Regions from separate parts of the Mus musculus genome. Here region 2 is linked to region 1. A link is a contact called in public HiChIP or PLAC-seq data. All regions are on one chromosome and are shown on one strand. Each heading gives the region's core, a stretch centred on a gene start, on an enhancer-like site or on the middle of the called end of the contact. The rest is flanking DNA. Distances are from core to core; before and after follow the strand shown.

The links. HiChIP or PLAC-seq counts read pairs in DNA pulled down with a chosen protein or histone mark.
Region 2: an H3K4me3 HiChIP or PLAC-seq map of forebrain shows a contact between it and region 1, with 3 times the contacts expected there. The contact joins two enhancer-like sites. A contact is called at or near these places in 7 of 39 promoter capture datasets (the C10 cell line, the HPC-7 cell line, cranial neural crest and 2 more), 10 of 484 Hi-C or Micro-C datasets (the 63-12 cell line, the N1E-115 cell line, cerebral cortex and 6 more), 8 of 115 datasets of contacts at active chromatin or transcription factors (astrocytes, embryonic forebrain, embryonic midbrain and 4 more) and 4 of 9 other capture datasets (adipose tissue, embryonic stem cells, embryonic tail and 1 more).

The regions. Positions count from the first base shown.
Region 1 is chr4:148,325,417-148,329,357 of GRCm38.p6, reverse strand. No RefSeq gene overlaps it. Among named protein-coding and RNA genes, the nearest start is that of Disp3, 39 kb to the right of the region's middle. Within about 2 kb of position 1,872, at least 55 of the 459 cell types and tissues checked have an H3K27ac peak or open chromatin away from gene starts, as enhancers often do. A contact at or near this core is called in cerebral cortex, cortical neurons, forebrain and 1 more, where this site is marked.
Region 2 is chr4:148,434,060-148,437,833 of GRCm38.p6, reverse strand. It overlaps Ubiad1 (UbiA prenyltransferase domain containing 1), which reads left to right. Exons shown (of 2, transcript NM_027873.3): 2 at 1,192-3,339. The coding sequence ends at 1,679. Among named protein-coding and RNA genes, the nearest start is that of Ubiad1, 8.8 kb to the left of the region's middle. Within about 2 kb of position 1,918, at least 44 of the 459 cell types and tissues checked have an H3K27ac peak or open chromatin away from gene starts, as enhancers often do. A contact at or near this core is called in cerebral cortex, cortical neurons, forebrain and 1 more, where this site is marked.

The sequences.
Region 1 (3,941 bases), core at 623-3,122:
TGGCCTCTTGGGATCTGTAGCCAGCATGGGTCAGGAGGAAGGAATGGGGATGGCCGGTGCTGTCAGGTGGCGTCTGGGAAGGGATGGGTGGCTTCAGCCCACAGTGTGACCATATGTTACAACATTAGGATTTGCTGCCGGGGAAGTGGTTTGTTCTTCCCTTCACCTGGCTGTCCTGGAACTCACTCTGTAGACCAGGCTGGCCTTGAACTCAGAGTCTGCCTGCCTCTGCCTCCCCAGTGCTGAGATAGATATAGGTTGGCATGGATGAGCTGTCTGGACCGAGGAGGCAGAACACAGGCAGGGGAAGCGTGACGCTTGAGAGAGGGAACCAGGATAGGGATAAAGGCCAGAAGGTCATAGAGACAATACCTTCCTCAGTGTTTGACCAGGGCCGAAGAAGAGCATAGTCTCCGTGGCAGGCTCACCGATCTCAACTCCCTTCTAGAAAAGGAAATCTTGTTTAAAGCAGCCCATGTGGAAGCAGCATCCACACATCAACAGGCTTGCGGCTCCCCTCTGCTGGCTTCTACTATTCTGGACTAAAACCAAAACCAAAACCAAAACCAAAACCAAAACCAAAACCAAAACCAAAACCAAAACCAAAACCAAAACCAAAACCAAAACCAACCAAAAAAACCAAAACCAAAACCAACCAAACAAAAAAACCAAAACCAAAACATCTCTTGATGCTGCTTCTCAAAGAGTGGTGCAGCTCCTGCCTGCCTCTTTCTCTCCATTCTATAGAGCAGGTTGTTTGTTTGTTTTTCCCACTTTGTGAGATTCTCCCTCCTGCAACCCATAGCACCTTGGTAAACTTCTATTTGTTAGAGGAAAAGTAGATGACTGATGGGGGAGGGGCATCTTAGAACTTGCAACTGATTGGTTGCAGCCAGACTGAGAAAGGATGTGAGTGTAATATGATCTTTGGAGGAGAGAGGGCTATGATTGATTAGTAATGTCTGCTGTGGACAACAGAAGTAATGGTGCGTGTGCCATCTATGTGCCATAGCAGGCTGGAAGCTCCTGGAAATAAGTTAGGACTTCTTTAGATTTCTTTCAGGGCCCTGGCAGCTGGTACAGGCCAGCTGTCTCCTCCTGCTTGATGTTGGCTGACTGTCCAATTGGGATGGCTCCACTTTGAGGCCCAGGCTCCTGAAGAGACAGGAGAGAACATCTAAGCCATTAGTTTCCATTTTTTTTTTTTCAGAAAAATCCTCAGTGTTCTTTCTTCAAAGGACATCTTACTTGAAGCACGGTGTATTTGCAGATGAAAGCAAAGCAGAGTTGCTCTGGTCCGAGTGGGGGTTGGGGCTCAGAACCTCAAAAACTTGCATGTCGTCTACCCAAGGTTTCTCTGAGACACTGCCAGGGAGCACTGTAGCTCCCTAGAACCCCACCTGGGAACCGTAGGAGAAGAACCCAAGGTCCAGAAGTGGGAAATGACTTTGCCAGGATCATACAGTAACTAGAGATGAAGACAGCATCAACCATAGGCTTCTGGTACAGGCCCAGAGTTCCCATGAGGTGGACAGTCTTAGCCCAGACCTGAACTTTGAGGCCAAGAAGAGGCATCTCCCCTCACCCCCACTTCTTGAGGTCAGGTGTGAGCGGCCATGTCACTCAGGCCCTGGGCGAGGGGGCATCTGCCTGTCTTGACTGGTTATTTTGTTTTTGGAGCCTCCCTCTTCCCCTGGAGTGTGTTTTTATTAATTAAACATCCTCTCTGGTAGCAGCTGCTTAGAAAGCTCCGGCTAATGTTTAATTCATCAGTTCCGAGCTGGTCCTCCCCCAACTCCCCCTAAGACCTCCCTCCTTCAAAGTGCTTTCCCGGGAAACCCTCCTGGCATGCAGGAGGTCTGCTGCCCTGCTTCCCGCACAGCCTTGCTGCACGCCGGTGCCCCTCCCAGCGGCTGTGGAGATCCGCTAGGCAGCTGGAGACATCTGTAAGGAGCGAGCGAGCAGAGCGGCTGGGTGCACGCCTTGAGTTGCCTCCCTCAGACGCTGTAAAAGGCGGTGATTTGTTGAATTACTACAAGAGTATTTAATGACCATCTTCCCTGGCCGCTTAGAGGCGAAAAATGAAGGCATTGATTAGCCAATGATGCTGATTAGAGTCTCAGGCTTCCCGAGGTAGTAAACACACACACACACACACACACACACACACACACACACACACACACACACACACAGAGTTCGACTCCACAGGATTCTGCAAGGGGATCCGAGGGGGAACCCTGCCCTCTTCATGGCTGTAGTCAGAAGAGAAGGCCAGTCATTAAAGGGCTTATGGGACCCTGGAGAGACGGCTTCTCTTACACGGCTGCTTGCGGACACGAACTCTCTTAGTCCATGAAATCTCCAAGGATGGTCTTGTCTGAACATGCATACCTTTACTGGAACCTGATCCTACTCCAACTTCCTGATCTCTTTGGGGACCTAAGTTGAGTTTTGAGGTTGGTTCAGGCTGGGAGACCCCCTTCCATTTCCCTGGCCAGCTCTGCTGTGCACGGGAACAGGAAGCCTGTGCCCCAGCGCAGCCTTCTTTACAGTGATCCTACCCACTGTCTGATCCACTGATGTGTACCACAGCAATTTCAAGTGTGTACACTGTGACATAAACCGGAAGCAAATCCTGTGTACTGTGGGAAACTCAGGGTTATGTCATGAGGAAACATTGCTGGGGCCTCCTGAATTGGCTGAGCTGTCTCCGTGGCTCAGTCACATGACTCAGCTGTCACTGTCTTTATTTCCGCTTCCTGTTGTGGTGATAAAATACCCTGAGAAAAGCAACTTAAGGAAGACAGCACTTATATTAGATCGCAGTTCAAGGCAGCGGGGGCTTGCACCAGCTGGTCACAGTTACATCTGAAGGAAGCAATGCACACTACTGCCAATTAGCACACACTCCAGGATCCCTGTCAAGGAATGGTGCCGCCCATAGTGGTCAGTTTTCCTATATGAGTTAACGTGACAATCCTCCCCACAGGCATGCCCAAAGTTGATAAATTGACCTTTCACAGTAGCTTAGCCCCACCCACTGACCTGGTGACTGAGATCTCAGTGGTGACTTGGACCACTCAAAGTGTCATCACAGTGATGCCATATCCTTTAGGAAAGGTGCTAAGAAAAGTCCGTGCCCACTGAGTGTAGGTGACGTCCAAAGTTAGCTTGGCAAGAGCATGGTTCCCTGAGTCCTCCCCCACTTAAGGGGAAGGTGCCATTTCCTGGATGAGTAAACCGAGGTGGGCTGAGACTTGGTAACTGCTCAGAGTCATTCAGGACTGGGTGACAGGTGTTTCATGATGAGTCTGTCTGACTCCAGGCCAACAGGGACAGCACCACCACAGCAAGCTGGGCATGGTTAGGTCACTCCAGCTAGACAAGGCAGGGCCTCAGCTGCTAGAGCCCACTGCATCCGAACAGTGTTGGGGTTAGCCAGACTGGCCTCAGGCCTAGAGTTTGTGATTCATGAGTCACCCAAATAGACAAACCCCAAGCCTTGCTTGGTCTCATAGCTGGAGACAGGATATACATACTGAACAAGAAGATAGCTTGCTGTGTTAAAAAAGGACAAGAGAAAGAAGATACGTTAAGCAGGGCCCCCAGGCTGGCAGCAGGCTGGGGTCTTGTGAGTGTTGTAGCTGGAGCAACCTGGATTGCAGGATTAAATGGGAGAGGAGCTGGGGTAGAAGGTGGGAGGTGGAGGTCTGAGGTCCACATGGCTGAGCCTGAGAGCCAGCATCCCCGGGAGATGGAGACAGGCAGGCTGGGGTGCGGTGGGACACCCCCCCCCCACTTTCCTCTGAGCACAGCGCTGTGCTGTGCCAGGCAGTGCCTGTTGCATGTTTGTTATTCCTTCAAGATTTTTTTCCTATAGTCTGGAAGAAGGGCCTCTGCTTGTTCCCAGAAACAAACATTGCCCAATTAGATGCTTG
Region 2 (3,774 bases), core at 669-3,168, 110 kb before region 1:
CAGGGGCTCTTATTTGGTGCCAGCAGACACCAAGGTGTCTCACCAAGGTGAGAGGTGAGGTTGGCCATACTTTAGTCCTTGGTTCTTGTGTTTTTTAGATCTCCTGAAGACCATTGTCACCTGTCATTTTAGACTGGTTAAAATGTGATCAGATATCCTGAAGCTAAGCATTATAGCATCCTTAGATTCAAAGACTTCACAGGTTTCTGTAGCAACCAAAGTTTGAAAGATCATGTCTTTGGCCAGCTCCCACCACTGCACATGGCTTTACCTGTTCCAGTCTGAGTGGGAAGTACTCTTGAGTTAGAAGTGTTTGTTACTGTGGCTCTGTGTTCAGGTCAGCCCCAGGGCCAAGTACTGGGGAGCCAGCTATGACAAGCCAGATGCTGGGACTTTGAATCCAAAGACATAGGGTTGTTGACAGTTTGAGTGTGTGTTGGGAGAAAAGGTAAACCCGGAGTTTTAAAGATGCTGGGATAGGGTGAGAGGTTCTTACAAGATCAAAAGCCACCAGGAGGGTGTGGCAGTATTCCAGAGTAAGATGAGCCTGATTTGGACCTGGATGGAAGGCAGTGAGATGTGGTACAGTACTGGGGCTGGAGGGAGGGTGCTAAAGGAAGGGACTAGGTAGGCTTTGGCGCAGAGGGTCGCTAGGGGTGATTTGGTTTTGACTGATGAGACCCTCGGAGGGTACACTGCATGGTAACTTCCACTGTTTTCCTCTTTACGTGGGTGACAGCTTCTTTCCATGGAAGTTATAGGCTGTGAAATGCCATGGTGTTTCACTGGGGTCTTTCAAACCAGAAAAAAGACACAGAAAAAAGACCCAGGGGCGGTGGGGAAGGGGGGGCGGGCAGGAGAGGAGGCAAGCTGTACATTTTGCCTTGCAGGGCTGGAGAAGGGCAGAAGAAATCAATGCTCTGGACCATAGAACCTTTTGCATGTTCTTGGCTCCTCTCATCTCTGTGTACCCGGAGCTCTGGGCACTGTGTGGCTGAAACTTTTTTTTGGGACAAATCCTAAAAGGCAAACTTGGCGGGTACCTGGCAGTTGGACTCAGAAATCTGAGTCTGCATTGGGTCGTTTGGGGGTGCTCCAGTGACGGCTCACCCTCGTAGCCTCTCTTCAGACATGGTATTCTCTTGGACCAGCCCTTGATTTACACCGCCTCTCTGGCTTTTCTGGCCGCAGGAATTGGATTCAAGTATGTGGCCCTGGGAGACCTCGTCATCCTCATCACTTTCGGCCCGCTGGCTGTGATGTTTGCCTACGCTGTCCAGGTGGGATCCCTGGCCATCTTCCCTCTAATCTACGCCATCCCTCTGGCCCTCAGCACGGAGGCCATTCTCCATTCCAACAACACCAGGGACATGGAATCTGACCGAGAGGCTGGCATCGTCACGCTGGCCATCCTCATTGGGCCCACCTTCTCCTATGTCCTCTATAACACACTGCTCTTTGTGCCCTACCTAATCTTTACCATCCTGGCCACGCACTGCAGCATCAGCCTGGCACTGCCCCTGCTCACCATCCCCATGGCCTTCTCCCTTGAGAGGCAGTTCCGCAGCCAGGCCTTCAACAAGCTGCCCCAGAGGACAGCCAAGCTCAACCTCCTGCTGGGGCTTTTCTATGTCTTTGGCATCATCCTGGCACCAGCAGGCAGCCTGCCCAGACTCTGAGGAGACCAGCAACTCCCACCACAGCACAGCCCCTCCTCAGGCAGTGCAGAAGCCAGAGACTGAGAAGGGGTGCCACTGGCCAGGGTGGGTGCACAGCATAGGCTGCAAACTCCTGAACTTGTGTGTTGGGATTATCTTCCTAAAGATAACCTGCTCGTGATTTGTGTTCCATGTTACAGGGAAACCCTGAAGCCACTCTAGTGTCGTTCCTGTGTTATTTATAATCTCCACTAGAGGGTGTCATCAGGCCACTTTAGGATGGAAAGTCCATCTCCCCCTTGTCCTAGACAGAATGCCCTGACAGTTTGTGAAGGAGCTGTGTCCCAAAAGAGCCATAGTAACTAGGCATGGTACTGACCCGTTACCTTGGCACGTAGGAAATTGTACTAATTGGTGCCAGGCCCCATTTATACAGAGCGCTTGTCCCCTGAATGTGCTGCCTGCTAGAGAAGGGCCCTCATTAGCAAGGAGTGCTCCTGGCTTTTTGTGTAGTTGGTGGTTCAGATGTTTCTGTCCTTTATGTCTCCCTTCGATCCTCGCCACTGTGGAGGAAAGTGTCAGATCACCCTGTAGCAAGACAGTTAAGCCTGGGGCGGCTGAGAAAAGCACTCTGCTTTCAGTAAAACATGGCATGGTGGCTGAGGGAGCTGCTTCCCTCTGTAGACTCCACTAGGAAGGCAGTGATTCTGGGACCTGAAGTGGCAGTGGGATGGGCGTTTAAAGCCCAAAGGGCTTTGTCCCCTCCCAGCTGCCTCCCCTGGTATTCCTCTTGCCTACCCAGGATCTCTGTCCCTCCGTCTGTTTCCAGTGCCAGACTGTGGGCAACAGCAACACATGAGTCAAGGACACTTACCCCTCTCCACAGAGCCACAAGATGGGCAAATCAGGGACCTTCTGAATGTATGAGTCAGTGGACAGCAGTCCTGGCCACACTCAGCTGGAATGTGAGGCCCTGCCAGAGAAAGAACTATGAGCACGGGTCCTTCATCTCTCTGTGCTCTGATGCCTTGTTCAGAATGTGGCTTCAGTGAGGTCACACCCAAAGGACCAGAGGTGTCTCGCTGTCTTCTGTACCCTCTCTGAGTATAACATCTTGCATGGAGATGATCATACCATCTCCAGTGTGCTTTACTCTGATCAGCTGCCCTGAAGGGGGCTGCAGGCTCTTAGCCTGCAGAAAACCACCTTGAGTTAGCACTGGGTCACTTCCTTAGGAAAACATATTTAAATATTGCCCAGAGTTCCTCTGTAGTCAGGGTGGTTTGTCTACCAGAGTCCCAGAGCTTGAATCAGGGTCCAGAATCCTAGGAACAGGATGTTCTTTCCTGTTCTCCCCAGCGTGCTGGGTTTGTACGTCTGGTGCTTTTGAGTGTCCTGCCTGTGACCCTAGCTTGGGGCTGATAGTTGTCACCCAGAGCCTGGAGGACCAATGACTCTCACTGTTCATAAGGCGGGCCTGACACGTGGCTACCCTCATCAGAACTGTGTCAGCTGCTACACTGAGCTCTGGTGCAGATTTTAAATGCCTATTTTTATATACCATCCCCAGAGGCCATATTTGGTGCCACATTTTGTATACAGACCACCATAATTTGTATTATGTCTCCTGATTCAATGAAGGTTTCCTGTAGATTTGCTAATTAAAATAAGAGAAAACGTATGTCAGTGGCTTTGTTTCTTTGCTTTCCACTTGCTTTTCTTACTGGAAATGTGCAGAGACTTGTGGGAGTACCAGGCATGGTAGTGTACGATTTTCATTTCCAGCACTGGGAGTCAGGTTGGTGGATCTCAGGAGTGTGAGGCCAGCTAGAGATACACAGTGAGACCTCGTCTCCAAAGCAACATGTTATTGCACTAACCAGGACTTAGGGAGAAGTGCCATATGGTAGAGGTCACCTCATTACCAGTGATGAATTTGGGAACAGTTTGACCAGGGTTGATGGTTTTGTGACATCTTGCCATAAGTTTGACTCACCAGAAGGGAGCCTCAATTGAGAAAATGCTCCCATAGGCCTGAGCTGTAGGCAAGCCCATAGGGAAGCTTTTAAAGTTGGTGATTGATGCGGAAGGGCCCAGCCCATTGTGGGCGGGGCCA